Regions from separate parts of the Mus musculus genome. Here region 1 is linked to region 2. The links are chromatin contacts, called in public Hi-C maps. All regions are on one chromosome and are shown on one strand. Each heading gives the region's core, a stretch centred on a gene start, on an enhancer-like site or on the middle of the called end of the contact. The rest is flanking DNA. Distances are from core to core; before and after follow the strand shown.

Region 1 (6,987 bases), core at 3,347-5,846, 520 kb before region 2:
CATCCGAGTCTTCAGAGGTACCTGGAATTGGGGTATGGTCACATATAGGTAGGAGAGGTGAGCAGAAGAGAGGGTCAGACCTGCCTTCTACAAAGGGAAGAGATGCCCTACAGGGCAGAGGCCAGCGAGGTGGGCAGGAGGGTGGGAATCTGCCTGAGGCTTTGGGAAGGAGCACATTCGAGTAGGCCTCCGGGCCAGGGACCCATGGGAGCCGAGCAGAGAGCAGTAGGGCCGGAGCACCCAGCAATTTGTTTATCTTTGAGTTGCTGCCTCCACAGAGCCCTCACTAATGGGGTTTTACAGCCCACTCAAGCTGCAACTGGCCAAGAATCAATCATTACCGTACTTAGTGGTTTGATAGTTAACAGCCTGAACTGAAGCCAAACTGGTTGTTAACTGTGATAACAACTGATTTCAAGGGGTTATTGCCGGCCCAATATGCTTAGCCATTTATTTTGGGGAAAACAAGCAGGGAGCTGTGGCAAGGCCCAGAAAAGGGAGGAGGACTGGGCTTCTCCTCAGCCAAAAGGCAGACCACTCTATCCCTGGGTCAGCTAGACAAGCTGCCTCGGGCTCTCTCCCTTCTGTCCTTACCAAGTCCTGCTTGGATTCTTCTTTCTTGCTTGGCCATTTTCTATCAAATGGTGTCTGGTGGAGCCTGGGGCTGGCATCAGCTTCATTGTGTGGCCTCCAAGCCTTGAACTCCTCCTCCAAAGTGCCTCTCAGACATTGTGTCTCTAGTGCGCTCTCGTGACGCCCTCACAGGGAGAAGCCCAGCTCAGTGGTCAGGCCTCTCCTCAGCAGGTTGGGCTAGACCCTTGCTCATCCTGACCCTGGGATGCCCAGAGCCATGCTAAGTCTGAATCAAAAACTTGCATTTCATTTCAAAGCCACCAAAGACCCAACACAGGTCTTGGCTGGAAGGAATGAAGAAATGAGCGAGGGCTCTCTTCTCCCACAGCTCCTGTCCACCCACCCTGCTCTCTGTGACACTGTGACACTGCCCAGGCTTGAACACCGCTGTGCAAAGGACCTCGCTCTCTCCAGATGGATAACCGGTGGCTCAGAAGTCAAAGCTAAAATATTTCCAGGTCTAGGCTGCCTCTTGAGGACTGTAGGTCTCACCCTGATACTGTTCATTAATTCAATAAATATTTACTGAGTGCCTGACTCTGTTCTGGGCAGATGAGACAGAGCAGGAAGTTTTTTTAAAAAACCCTGAAATCCCCATTGTTTTCTGCTCAGCTGCTTGAGGGAGGCAGGAGGGGGCACAACCAACGGGACAGAGCGTATCAGACACAGCGTCAGAGACAGCAATGAGTGTGAAGGGTGTCGGCTGGCGTAAACAGCGTGATCACAGCGTGATCAAAGAAGGCCTCACTGAGAGCTTCGTGTTTGAACAGACACCTGTTGGGGCGAGGCTCTCAGATTGGGGGGCAGGAGGCACCCAGGTAGAGGAACAGCTAGCTCAAAAACTAGAGGGGACTAGAGAGATCAGTGGGGCTGGAACAAAGGTTAGGGGAGACCTCCAGAGCTGGGGCCGAGGAGTGTGTTCAGGGGGCTGGAATAGCAAGTTGATAACCACATGATGGCGAGGAACCCAGCGGAGGGCAGATCATACAGGGGCCACTTTGGCTTAGCCTTGCGGAGGTGAGGTGGCACCCCATTGTGAGGTTACAACAGCACAGCGACGTGATGTGAAGGCAGGGATGTGAAGATTGCCCTGGCTGCTGTGTGTTAAGTAGAGAGACTGTGGGGGGCAAGGGAGACAGTTACAAAGCGACAGAGAGAAGCTAAGTGATTGATAATAGTGGATTGGGAGAGGTGAGAAGCGATTGGAATTTGCTGGTTTTTTTTTTTTGTTTTTTGTTTTTTTGTCTTTTTTGGGGGGGGAGGGGCAGGTAGCTACTGCAGGGTCTGCAGGTGGGTTTGGCTTTGGTTTGGGTAGGAAGAGAAGGTGGCTAGGGATGCCTGGAACTGATGAGCAACTGAAAGTGCCCACCAGGGAGCTGCTGAGGTGGTTTGCAGAGAAGGTTCCAGGTGAGGGCTGGTTTACAGGGAGGCTCCGGAGTTTGAGTTTGGACGTGTGACGTTTAGGGAGCCTTCTTGCATCTGAAATTCCAGGGTGAGGTCTCAGTCTTGTGCTATAATAGGAGTGTTGAACACACAGCTCAGAGCCAGGAGACAGAATGGAGTCCCAAGGCTAGGGCATGCAGGGGACTAAAGGAGTAAAGACCCCGTTTGGAGTCTTAAGCCTCAGAGTGGAGGGGAGGGAACACAGACAAAGATGGAGGAAGTGTGGCCTGTGGGATAGTAGGAACCCCAGGAGACTGTACGCACTGCTGCAGCAGAATGAGCGCTGGCAGAACCTGGAGTTTAAGGGTCCATTAGCTTCTTCTTCCCCTACCTACCAAACCCAGAGCCAGGAAGTCTCCAAAACCAAGAAATGTTTCATCCGGAGCCTCCCGGATTCTTCCCACAAACTGACTTGTGCTTCACCCAGTAGGTCCCACTGGCTTCGCTTCCAGAACATTCTCTTGTCCAGTCCATCCAATAGCTTGTCTGTGGCTACTACCCTGCTCCAAGCCACCTCTACTTTTTCTTTTCTCTTCTCTTCTCTTCTCTTCTTTTCTTTTCTTTTCTTTTCTTTTCTTTTCTTTTCTTTTCTTTTCTTTTCTTTTCTGAAAGTGTCTCACCATGTCTGGTGATTCACTATATAGACCAAGCCAGCCTTGAACTCAGAGAGAGTCGCTTGCCTCTCAAGTGCTGTGATTAAAGACATGTCACCAATATCTGGCCTCCACTTTATTTCTTTATTCATTTAGACAGGACCTCTCCCTGATCCTGGGGCTTGCCCTTTGAGATGGACTAGCTGGTCATCTGTTTCTGTGACCCCACCTCCATCCTGAGTGCCTGCCGGGGGTCATGGGTGTGCACCCCTGTAGCTGGCTTTTACATGAGCGCTGGGGAACCCAGCTTTACTCACTGATAGCTTCCCCAGGCCTCTGTCCTCCATTCTCACACAGCAGCAATCTTGGCACACAGCTGCCTTCTCTATCCCTACCAGCTCAGTCACTGGAATTTTCAAACCCCAGATGGGATTGTGTTAGTCCCACCAAACCCACCCTGAGATTCTAACCTGGGGCCCATGGCCTACAGTCTCCCGTGCATTCTGGCCTTGACCGGTCTGTCTCATCCTGCATCCTAAGCCACCTTTGTCATCGCTCACTGCATTCTGTCCCTGCCTCTTCAGTCTCTTCCGGCTTCTCACACAAGCTAAGTGGGTGTTTGCCTGTCTCCGTGCCTGCTGCCCTCCCTGCTGGGAACGCTTGTCCTACAGGGTCATGAGATGGGTGGGTGCAGTAAAGAACTCTCTGATTTCTTTGTTCCCTTGTGCAGTGCTGAGGCCTCACATATGCTGGGCAAGTCCTCTTTCTGCTTTTTAGTTCATACCTTAGTTGTTTTGGGTTTTTTGGAAATGGGAGTTTACATACGGTGGCGTGCACATGGAAGTCACAGGACAACTATTGGGAAAAAAAAGTTTTATTAAGATGCCTAGGCTGGCCTTGACCTTGGGTTTGAAATCTTGCCTCAGCTCCCAAGTAGTGAGGTTTACAATCCTCCTAGTTTGCTCCTCCGTTGCTGTGATAAACACGGACTAGAAGCAGCTTGGATTGGAAGGGGCATTTGTTTGGCTTACGGACTCCAATCCATCATTGAGGGAAGTCAACGCAAGGGCTTAAGTCAGTAACCTGGAGACAGAAACTGAAGCCAAGACCCAAGAGGAGTGCTGCTCACTGGCTTGCTCCCCGAGGCTTGCTCAGTTTGCTTCTTTATACAACTCCAGACCACCTGCATAAGGGCGGCACTGCCCACAGTGAGCTGGGACTTTCACATCAATCAATCGCCAATCAAGAAAATTCCCCTCAGACAGGCAGACAAGGGCAGTGTGATGGAGAACTATGCCTTACCCTTCTTCCCAGGTGACTTGCGTTTCTGTCAAGTCGATGAAAGCTAGCCAGCAACAGGCCTGGCACCATGAAGGTCTGTCCTATTTTCTATGTTATTCTCCCCACTCACTGGTATTTTCCTGGTTTCTGTTTCTTAGATTCTGCTCTGTCTAGCTGTACCTTCCCAAAGAGCGAGAACCTTGGTGTAACTTGCTCATTGCCTAAGACAGCACTGCTGAATGCTGACCACCTAGCTCATCTGAGCTATGCTACCTTCGTACTTATTTATTTACTTACTTATATATTTGAGACAAGATTGGGCTGACAGAATTCACAATGTAGTCCAGGCTAGCCTTGAACTGTTGACAATCTTCCTACACGAGCTTACTGAATGTTGGGATTATAGGTGTGAGCCGAGGTACATAGTTCACGCCTCTACTGTTTACAGGAGACCACAAACCCATTTTTTGAAGGCACGGTAAATGTTCCCTAAGCTTGGACAAATGGAGATCAAAGCAGGACCTATTGGACTGGAAACCTCAGAACCCCTCCAAATTCTGCTTCCTTGGTTGCATTGGGTTTCCATAGCAACCAAGGGGCTTCAGTAAAGATGGTGAGTGGGGAATTAAAAGACAGAGAGAGCAGAGAAGAGAGGAGGAGTAAGTGGTGGGGAGACAGATGGGGAGCTGGCAGGAACTCCGGGGGGATCCCCAAGTCCCATGTTATTCTGGAAGGTTGTGCCAAGAAGGATCTGTTGGTTGCTCTCCCTCCCATCTGGGTCTCGCTGCACCCTAAGAAGTGACTGTCCATCTGGGCAGGCCCAGAGCTGATCGCTTGTGAGCCCCCTCCCTCTGCTTGGCAGACACTGAGCGAGGCCTGGGCTCTATCCCTCAGCAAAAAACACGAGGAAGCCCTGGGCTGATTCAGGGAACACTTGTTTGCCCTTCCTTGCTTGGCTGTCGGTGGAAGGAGAAAGGACTGTCCAGGCACTGTCCCCTGCTGAACATAGTCCTTTGCCCTGACATTTGGGGATCGTGGCCTAGCTCCCAGTGGTTAAAGATCGTATGGCTCGAGTGTAGGACCTGACTGGAAGTACTCAGAACAAGAGCCCAGGCCTGGGTGCTGCTCTGAGATATGCAGGAGAAGCCTGAAGAAAGCCCTTCTGGAGTGGCAACCTGTTCCTCCCTCTGGGAAATACCTGAGCCTGAAGCCTGCAAGGGATCCTGGGAGGACCCATGACATCTGCCAGCAGCCTGGACACCTTGGTCCTGAGACCCAGGACAACTGTGTGGAGAACAGGTCAGTGACCATCAAATTACATCTGTCCCTCTGCCCGAAGGCACATATTATGGAAGACCTCAGGGGAATGTCTGGGACCTGGACTCAAGACAGAGTGGTCCCCTAAATGTCATTTGTCCCTAAATACCTCCACTGTCATGGATCCCATGTTATGTCCAGTGTCTGATTTAATAATTTCATTTTTTTCCTTCCTTCCTTCCTTCCTTCCTTCCTTCCTTCCTTCCTTTTTTCTTTCTTTCTTTCTTTCTTTCTTTCTTTCTTTCTTTCTTTCTTCCTTTCCTTTCTCTTTCTTTCTTTCTTTCTTTCTTTCTTTCTTTCTTTCTTTCTTTCTTTCTTTCTTTCTTTTAGAAATGATCTCACTATGTAGCCCTAACTGGCCTAGAACTCTTTATGTATACCACTGGCCTCAAACCCACAGAGATTTACCTGCCTCTGTTTCCTGGCTGCTGGGTTTAAATGTGTGCCCTTTATCTATATCTATCTGTCTATCTGTCTATCTATCTATCTATCTATCTATCTATCTATCTATCTATCTATCTATCTATTTATCTATCTACTGTCTATTTATCATTTATCTATCTATCTCACTCTTTTTCTTCCTTTCCAGATCTGGAATGGATCACTTGATCTTGTGTATGCTGGACAAAGGCTTCAGATCCAACCATTTCAATTTGACAAACACCATCACATCTCACGACATCGTCCTCCACAAAGAAATCCTGCGTTCCATCCTAACAAATACCTGTGCTATACTGCACTGTTCCGCTTGCCTCCTGCCCTGCCTCCTTTGGTTTCTTCGACAGCCTTCCCTGGAGTCACTGCCTTCTACACAGTGCCTAAGAGCAAGCCCATGAAACATTCATGGTGGGTAATCCACTGTGGAGGACCTACTGATGGCTGTCCTGATAGAACAGGCAGGTCAGCGGAGGCTGGGCTTGGGCTCAGGTTCCAGCCACTTCCCTGAAACTGGTCCTGATTCTCCCAAGGGAAGGCTGGAGGTTCAGATCCTGAGCTGCCAGCAGATGTTCCTGTGACGGGATGCGATGTAGCAGCTCAGGGAGGGAGAGTGGCTTCAAGGTTACCCATAAGTGAGGTGCGGTTTGTTAGTTGAGGGTCTAAGAGCCAGGAGACAAAAATGAGCCAAATGACTCAAGAGCTAAAAAGGGCCTGGGTCTGTGCTGAGTGAGAGGAGGGGGACAGAGCCTAAGTTTGTGGTATCTGAAATTTCTTTTCTTTTCTTTTCTTTTTTTTTTTTGTTTTTGTTTGTTTTTTTTTTTTTTTTTTTTTTGAGACAGGGTTTTTCTGTGTAGCCTTGGCTGTCCTGGAATTCACTCTGTAGACCAGGCTGGCCTTGAACTCAGAAATCTGTCTGCCTCTGCCTCCCAAGTGCTGGGATTAAAGGCGTGCACCACCACACCCGGCTGTTTCAACCTTCCTAATGCTGCAACCCTTTACAGTTCCTCGTGCTGTGGTGACCACCAGCCATAAAATTATTTTGTTGCTCCTGTAGCTGTGATTTTGCTAGTGTTATGGATTGTAATGTAAATACCTGATATGCAGAATATTTGATATATGACCCCTATGAAAAAGTCGTTTGACCGCCAAAGGCCTTGCAAACCAAAGGTTGAGAACAGCTGGCCCGAGAGATAGGCCTGCGAGACCACGGGATGGAACTATCCTGGATCCGATTAGAATGGTCAGCATCAACGTTTGTGTGAGTAGGGGAGTCCAGCGGGTG
Region 2 (7,400 bases), core at 1,016-3,515:
TTGGTATAATACATGTGTAAGGCAGCCCACTTGGATACTTCCAGGAAGTAAGCCACCCAGACATGGCTAGCTGGATAAGCTAAACATTGATCCAGACTCTTCTTTCAGGGCAATCAGGAGAACGCTGTGGCCACTTGAACCTATATATTCTGGAATGGTGGACAGTGATGCTCAGATTCATGTGCAGGCAAACCAGAGGATGCTGGTCTCTATCAAGATGCCCAAGACCACAGGGCCTGGGGAGAGAAGGGTTATACCAGACTTCCAGGTCTTTCTGGAAGGCCAAGCTGTGCCACCTGTCCCAGAGTTCTAGGAGACACCTGCATGCTATGATGACTGCCATTCTACTGGTTAGGCTGGGCACATTTTGTTATTTATACTCACAAAATCCCAAGTCAGGATGCATTGTGAGGTTTGGAGAACATGGCAGAAAGGGCAGGAAGCAAGAACACTGGGCTGTTTGTCATTTACCCACCTGCTTCTCATGCCTTTCTTGTTGGTCTCAGCACATCAGCTGCCTTCCTCCTCTTCCTCCTCCTTTTCCTCTCCCTTTGTTGCTTGGGTGGGTCTGAGACTATGCAATCCTCCTGCCTCAACCTCCAAAGGACCTGGGATTACAGGTGTGCACCACCAGGCCTGACCAACTTTTTCCTTTTTTATTTCTCTACCACTGAACCTTCAACCAAGGATTTTTCCTCACCCAGTCTATGCAATTCAGCTCTAGTCAGCATGGGGTCCAATATGTACTCTTAGGTTTTTGATCTTGGGTTATTTACTTATTTGCACACGTGCACATGTATGTGTGTGGTATGAATGCACACATGTGTGCATGCTCACATGTGTGTGGGTATACATGCATTTTCTGAGGCCTGAGGCTGATGTTAGGTATCTTCCTCCACTGCCCTCCACCTTATAGATTGAAGCAGGGTCACCTAGGTGAACCCAGAGCTTGACCACTGGGATGCTCTACCTAGTCAGCTTGCTTCAGAGGTTCTTGATTTCCACCTTCTGAGTGTGGGGTCATGGGCAGAGCACTGCACCCACTCGGCATTTACATGGGCGCTGGGAATCTGAGCACCATTGACTCGCCTGGGCAGTCAGTTCTTTACCCAGTGAGAAATTTCAAGCCTCAGAATCTGTAGTGTGTGTGGTGTGCAGTGGATGTGTGTCTATGTGTGTGTATGTGTGTGGTGTGTGTCTGTGGTGTGTGGTGTGTCTGTGCACAGGTGGAGGTTCTAGAAGGTACAGGAAGAGCTGGGGAAGAAGTGTGCCAGATTAAGATAAGCTCAGCCGGACTCCTGAGGTTGGCTGGAGGGTTAAGAGTTACACGTGTGAGTCAGGGCTTGGTTGACATTGGGCGTATGCTGAAGAAGATGCAGGCAGTAGTGGTGGCAGAGGAGCCTGGACAGGCCTTGGCCCCAGGATAGCATCTGCTCTGGGAGACAACCCAGGCTGGTTCTTCAGAGACTGGCAGAGGAGCCACCGGGTGGATAGGAAGGGCCAATGACTCATGGAGGCTCTTGTTTACATATTATCTCTCACCTGCTTCAGAAAGCTTTTGAAGTGGCGCCTAATTGAAGCCTCGGGTAGCTCGGCTTGCTGAGACCAGAGAGATCATGTCAGGGCTGGAGGCTGGCTTGGGTAAGGCTGGCACACCCGGGCGGGTACACTGCCCATGGAAGGAAGGCAGACCGAGCCCTGACTGGGCCAGGACGGAAGCTGGGAGATTCTCAGAAAGTCTGTGTAACCTGGGAAGATCGGTTTCGACACTTCCGGTTTGAGCCTGTTGAGTGTTTTGTTTGAGGCAGGGTCTAATGTTTTCCAGGCTGATCTCAAGCTGGCTGTGTAGCCAAGGAAGACACCTTGAAATTCTGGTCCTTCCACCTATACCTCCAAGTGTCGGGCTTACAAATACGCGTCACCACACACGCAGTTTATTAATGCTGGGCACCGAACCTGGGAGTCCAGGCTTCACACAGCTAGGCCAGCACTCTCCCAGTCAAGCAAGGAACATCTTTAGCCTCTGCTAAGGTTCTCTTTTTGTTTCTTTTGTTTTTGTTTTTCTGAGACAGGGTGACTCTGTGTAGTCCTGGCTGGCCTGAAACTCACTCTGCAATCTAGGCTGGCCTTGAACTCACAGAGATCCACTTGCCTCTGCCTCCTGAGTGGAGTGACTAAAGGTGTCACTATCTGTCAGGCTCTCTGTTGGGACACTTGTTAGCTATTCTGAGCCCCACCTGGCAGAGGCTTTGGTCTTTGTTCTTCAGGAATTTCCAACTTCTGGTCTCTAAGAGGGAAGGCCTTTCCTTCCAGGGTCTAGATGTCCCTGACCTCAGGCTAAAAGACTCATGGGAGGGAATCTTGTCTTATTTTAATTTACTTCTTTTTGTTTTGTTTTGTTGTTGTTGTTGTTTTTCGAGACAGGGTTTCTCTGTATAGCCCTGGCTGTCCTGGAACTCACTTTGTAGACCAGGCTGGCCTCGAACTCAGAAATCCACCTGCCTCTGCCTCCTGAGCGCTGGGATTAAAGGCGTGCGCCACCATGCCCAGCTTTAATTTACTTCTAAGCCTACCCCACACCAGCATGGTCTGCCCCATGACCCCCAGAGTAAAACTTGGAGGAATCCTACTGCTTCGTCTGCCTTTGTCTGGTAGCACTCGGAGAAAGAAGTCTCCGGTTCCCAACCCCCAGGGTCTTCTTAGGCTATGACGCGGGGGTGGGTGCTGAACTCTGTCTGCCCCTCCTCCACAATGCTTCCGGCCTCTTACCTGACCGTCCCCGACTCCTCCGGCTTCCATCAGATCAGGTTTCCTTAGGAGGCACACTGACAACTTCCAAAAGTTACACCAAGTTTTGGCAAGTCTGACTGAACCCCGACAGACTTTTCTGTCACATTTCCTTACAGCTACTTAAACCGCACTTTGCTGTGTAATAGAACACCTCCCAGTCGGGGAGCCGGAGGGGTCTCCCGCAGGCAGGATTCAACACGAAGACAGTCAGGAAAAGCAGAGGCTGGGGGTTTAGCCTACAAGGGTAAGTTCGTCACCCTGGGGGGTCGGGGAGATGCTGATAGAGAGGCACAGAAAAGCCAACTTCAGCCAACCAGGGTCATGGGGCGGAGAGGCGGAACGCAAGGCTTCTCTGCTTAGACGGTCACCACATCTTCCTACTCTGCGGAAGGGAAACCCAAACCCCATCCTGAGCCGAGGGACAGCCGGTAGGAGGTAAGTGGATAAGAAGACACGTGAGCATTGAGGGACTATCAGGGCCGAGCTGATGGCCTGAAGCCAGAGAGGGAGGGCTTTCCAGTAGTAGGTGAAGAACAGAAAGGAAGACCGGCGCTGCCCCGGGGACCCCACCCCCGACATTCTTGGAGTGTGAGATACATTAATTAAGGAAATAAGCTCTGGGTTAGGAGGGAAACGGCGGCTTGCAAGAAGCAGAACCAGAGAGGAGTGTCTACGGAAAGGAAATCGGGTCAGGAGAGACTCCCAGTCACAGGGTAGGAGGCTGTTCTAGGGGCTCAGAGCCAGGAACACAGCAGTCATAAACTAGGGTTTTTGCTCTGAAGTCTCCCTCTCGTCACACATGTGCCCCCCCCCTCCCTACGGTAGGACACTGAGCAGCTGGGAACATCATCTCGAGATGCATCTCAAAAGACAGGGACAGAAAGCCACCAGAATGTCACAAAAGTTATGTCCTCTGAGAAGGTGAGTTTGGAGGTCGGTTGGCCAGGGCGAGGGAGGAAGGAAGTGGGGGTTGGGGGGAGAACACTGGCCTGCAGCCTGTGCTAGAGAAGGAGCCAAGGCAGAGCCCATGCTGGGTGAGACCGTCCTGACTGTCCTGAGACATGCTTTGTAGACCAGGCTGGCTTGAACTCAGAGATCTGCCTGCTTCTGCCTCCCAAGTGCTGGAAATAAAGGCCTGCACCGGTTGGCTGAAATCTCCCTCAATCTCTTCGAAAAGAAAAACAAAAACAAACAAAAAAAAAACCATAAAACCAAAAATCAAAGCATTGCTTTGCTTTCTGTAGCTGTTCTAAAACCCTTAGAAGTGAGAAAATCAGGCTGGTGAGTTGGATCCCCAGGACCCTCACATGTTATCCCCTGACCTCAGCACCATGGCAACCAGGCTTGCCCTTCACTTCCCACCACAAACGGAGGAATGTTCTCTAAAAATGAGAAAACCGTCCTTTTGAGTTCAGAAGAGCTCCCACGACCGCTAACCCACGACCGCTAACCCACGACCGCTAACCCACGACCGCTAAGCGTCAGGTTGGGCACCTGACCACACACTTCCAGCTCTGAGCCCTGAAGTATGGACTCTGGAGAGGCAGCAGTGAAGGAAAGTCATACTTCAGCGGTGCAAGCCTGGCCGTACAGCGCCAATGCGAGCTTCTCATTGTTGGTCTTCATTTGCTTTAGTTCTATGGCCTTTGGGGACTTCTAGTACATTCCATTTTGAAATAACTTTTTGTGTTAGTCAGCTTAATACTGTGATAAAATACATAAAATACAACGAAAGTTGATATAAAACATGAATAATCAGCCAGGCGATGGTGGTGCACACCTTTAGTCCCAGCACTCAGGAGACAGTCGCAGGCAGATCTCTGAGTTTCAAAGCCAGCCTGGCCTACAAAGCAAGTTCCAGGACAGCCAGGGCTACACAGAGAAACCCTGGAGTGTGGGGTGAGGGGCACAAACACCTGAATAATTTATCTTGTCTCACATTCTTAGAGAATTTAGTCTCTTTCTGCCTGTGACAGTGCTGAGGCAGGACGTCACGTGGACATCACATGGACGTCACGTGGGCCTATGGGTAAGGCAGCACTGCATAGCTATGGGAGCCAGGAAGCAGAGAGAGCTGGCACAGGATACAGTCCAGGTGGGCACACCCCAAGGACACACCCTCTTTACCTGACTACCGCCTCCTAAGCTTCTGTTCTTTCCCAGTAGTTCATCAAATTATGTGCCCAGAGCCAGTGAGATGCCTTAGGAGGTTAAAGTACTGGTCATTAGCCCTGACAACTTAAGTTGGGTCCTCAGGGCTCACAAGGTGAAAGGAGATGCACCAAAAGTTATCCTGTGACCTCTAAGCATATGTGCACGTTTGAGAGCACACATGAGGCACACACACACATATGCACACACTAAATGAAGCAAGGATGTGTAAAATAAATTATGGGTCCACCAGTGGATTAATCAGAGCCTCCAAGATTAAGTCACACCCCTAAACGAGTGTGACCACTAGTTAGTCCACTGCCTTTGAGAGGTTTTAACAGGGGAGGTGGTGGCCAGCTAGGGGATCAAGGCAATCCTTTCCTGGGATGGACAAAGAATTGGACTTCTGGGAATGACAGAAAATGAAGACTGGGTGGAAGCAAAAGTAATACTGTTCTCCCTTTGGAGTGAGAGGGGCCCTAAAGTTGGGAGTCTACTAAATGGATGCTGGCTTGGGTATTTTTTAGGTCCCTGAGTCTCTCCTGCCCCACTAGTCCCCTTTGGATGCATCCCTCCCTCTCCTAGGGCTCCTGATGTTTCTTCATTAATTCCTACAACTTTCTACATAGAAGCGATCCAGGCTCTAAGAGTGGCCACTGGGACTCTGTGTTATAGAAAAAGAGAGTCTAGCAGAGGAGACGGTTGTGAAATGATCCCCTACTGAGTCACAGGTGTCATATAAGGCTTTTATGACACTCGACAAAGACATCTTCAAGTCAAGAAAAACTGCAGGGTAAGCAGGACCCTGTTTGGTGGACATGATGTCTGGAGCAGTAGCAGGAGGAGGAGCAAGAGGAGCAGGAGCAGAATCAGGAGGAGGAGGAGCAGGAGCTGGAGGAGGGGCAGGAGGAGGAGGAGCAGGAAGGAGCTGGAGGAGGGGCAGGAGGAGGAGGAGCAGGAGGAGGAGCAGGAGGAGGAGGAGCAGGAGGAGGAGGAGCAGGAGGAGGAGCAGGAGCTGGAGGAGGTGCAGGAGCAGGAGGAGGAGGAGCTGGAGCAGGAGGAGGGGCAGGAGCAGGAGGAGGAGGGGCAGGAGCAGGAGGTGGAGCAGCAGGAAGAGGAGGAGGGGCAGGAGGAGGAGGAGCAGGAGCAGAATCAGAAGGAGCAGGAGCAGAATCAGGAGGAGGAGGAGCAGGAGCTGGAGGAGGAGGAGGAGGAGCTGGGTTAGGAGGAGGGGCAGGAGGAGGAGGGGCAGGAGGAGGAGCTGGATCAGGAGGAGGGGCAGGAGGAGCAGGAAGAGGAGGAGGAGGAGCAGGAGCTGGAGGAGGGGCAGGAGCAGGAGGAGGAGGAGGAGGAGCAGGAGGAGGAGGAGGAGGAGCAGGAGCTGGAGGAGGGGCAGGAGCAGGAGGAGGAGGAGGGGCAGGAGGAGGAGGAGGAGCAGGAGCTGGAGGAGGGGCAGGAGCAGGAGGAGGAAGAGGGGCAGGAGGAGGAGGAGCAGGAGCTGGAGGAGGGGCAGGAGCAGGAGGAGGAGGAGGAGGAGGAGGAGGAGCAGGAGCTGGAGGAGGGGCAGGAGCAGGAGGATGAGGGGCAGGAGGAGGAGGAGCAGGAGGAGGAGGAGGAGGAGCAGGAGCTGGAGGAGGGGCAGGAGCAGGAGGAGGAGGAGGAGGAGCAGGAGGAGGAGGAGGAGGAGCAGGAGCTGGAGGAGGGGCAGGAGCAGGAGGAGGAGGAGGGGCAGGAGGAGGAGGAGGAGCAGGAGCTGGAGGAGGGGCAGGAGCAGGAGGAGGAGGAGGGGCAGGAGGAGGAGGAGCAGGAGCTGGAGGAGGGGCAGGAGCAGGAGGAGGAGGAGGAGGAGGAGGAGGAGCAGGAGCTGGAGGAGGGGCAGGAGCAGGAGGAGGAGGGGCAGGAGGAGGAGGAGCAGGAGGAGGAGGAGGAGGAGCAGCAGCAGGAGCAGGAGGAGGAGAAGGAGGAGGAGGAGGAGGAGGAGCAGGAGGAGGAGGAGGAGCAGGAGGAGGAGCAGGAGGAGGAGGAGGGGCAGGAGGAGGAGGGGCAGGAGGAGGAGGAGGAGCAGGAGCAGGAGCTGGAGGAGTGACGGCAGAACTGCTGGAATTTTTGAGATGTATAAGCTGGTCCATTATCAGTCTTAAGGAGTTTGGGTTTCCCCCAAGCACTCCATGCCTCAAGACAATGTTGAATCACATGTGAGGCTTTTTCACCTGTTAAAGGTGTGGCAAACATTACACCAGAGCAGGTGTCAATAGAAACATGTAAATATTGATTTCTCTCAAAGGAGGAAATATGTGTGACATCCATTTGCCAGACCTGTAATGGCCTGGCATGAGTAGATAAAATTTGACAACAATCTAAAGGCATTATTAAGTAATCAGAATCACTTTCAGTAGAACCAATCCCTCTGGCAGCTCAAGGAATACCAGAGGAAGGAAAACAGCCATGTAGGCTTGGCA

Evidence for each region. Hi-C and Micro-C count contacts between places; a contact is called where the count stands out from the background.
Region 1: a Hi-C map of embryonic stem cells shows a contact between it and region 2, with 2.6 times the contacts expected there. The contact joins the promoter of 4933429K18Rik here to the enhancer-like site in region 2. A contact is called at or near these places in 1 of 39 promoter capture datasets (neural stem cells), 1 of 15 datasets of contacts at CTCF or cohesin (large pre-B cells), 20 of 484 Hi-C or Micro-C datasets (the G1E-ER4 cell line, the NIH/3T3 cell line, cerebellar granule neurons and 7 more), 18 of 115 datasets of contacts at active chromatin or transcription factors (acute myeloid leukemia, bone marrow-derived macrophages, craniofacial prominence and 12 more) and 2 of 9 other capture datasets (embryonic stem cells and embryonic tail).

The regions. Positions count from the first base shown.
Region 1 is chr19:45,728,167-45,735,153 of GRCm38.p6, reverse strand. It overlaps 4933429K18Rik (RIKEN cDNA 4933429K18 gene), which reads left to right and starts at 4,596. Exons shown (of 3, transcript NR_045307.1): 1 at 4,596-5,249; 2 at 5,857-6,113. RefSeq lists an enhancer at 1-1,700.
Region 2 is chr19:45,204,221-45,211,620 of GRCm38.p6, reverse strand. No RefSeq gene overlaps it. Among named protein-coding and RNA genes, the nearest start is that of Lbx1, 29 kb to the left of the region's middle. Within about 2 kb of position 2,265, at least 80 of the 459 cell types and tissues checked have an H3K27ac peak or open chromatin away from gene starts, as enhancers often do. A contact at or near this core is called in acute myeloid leukemia, craniofacial prominence, differentiating embryonic stem cells and 2 more, where this site is marked.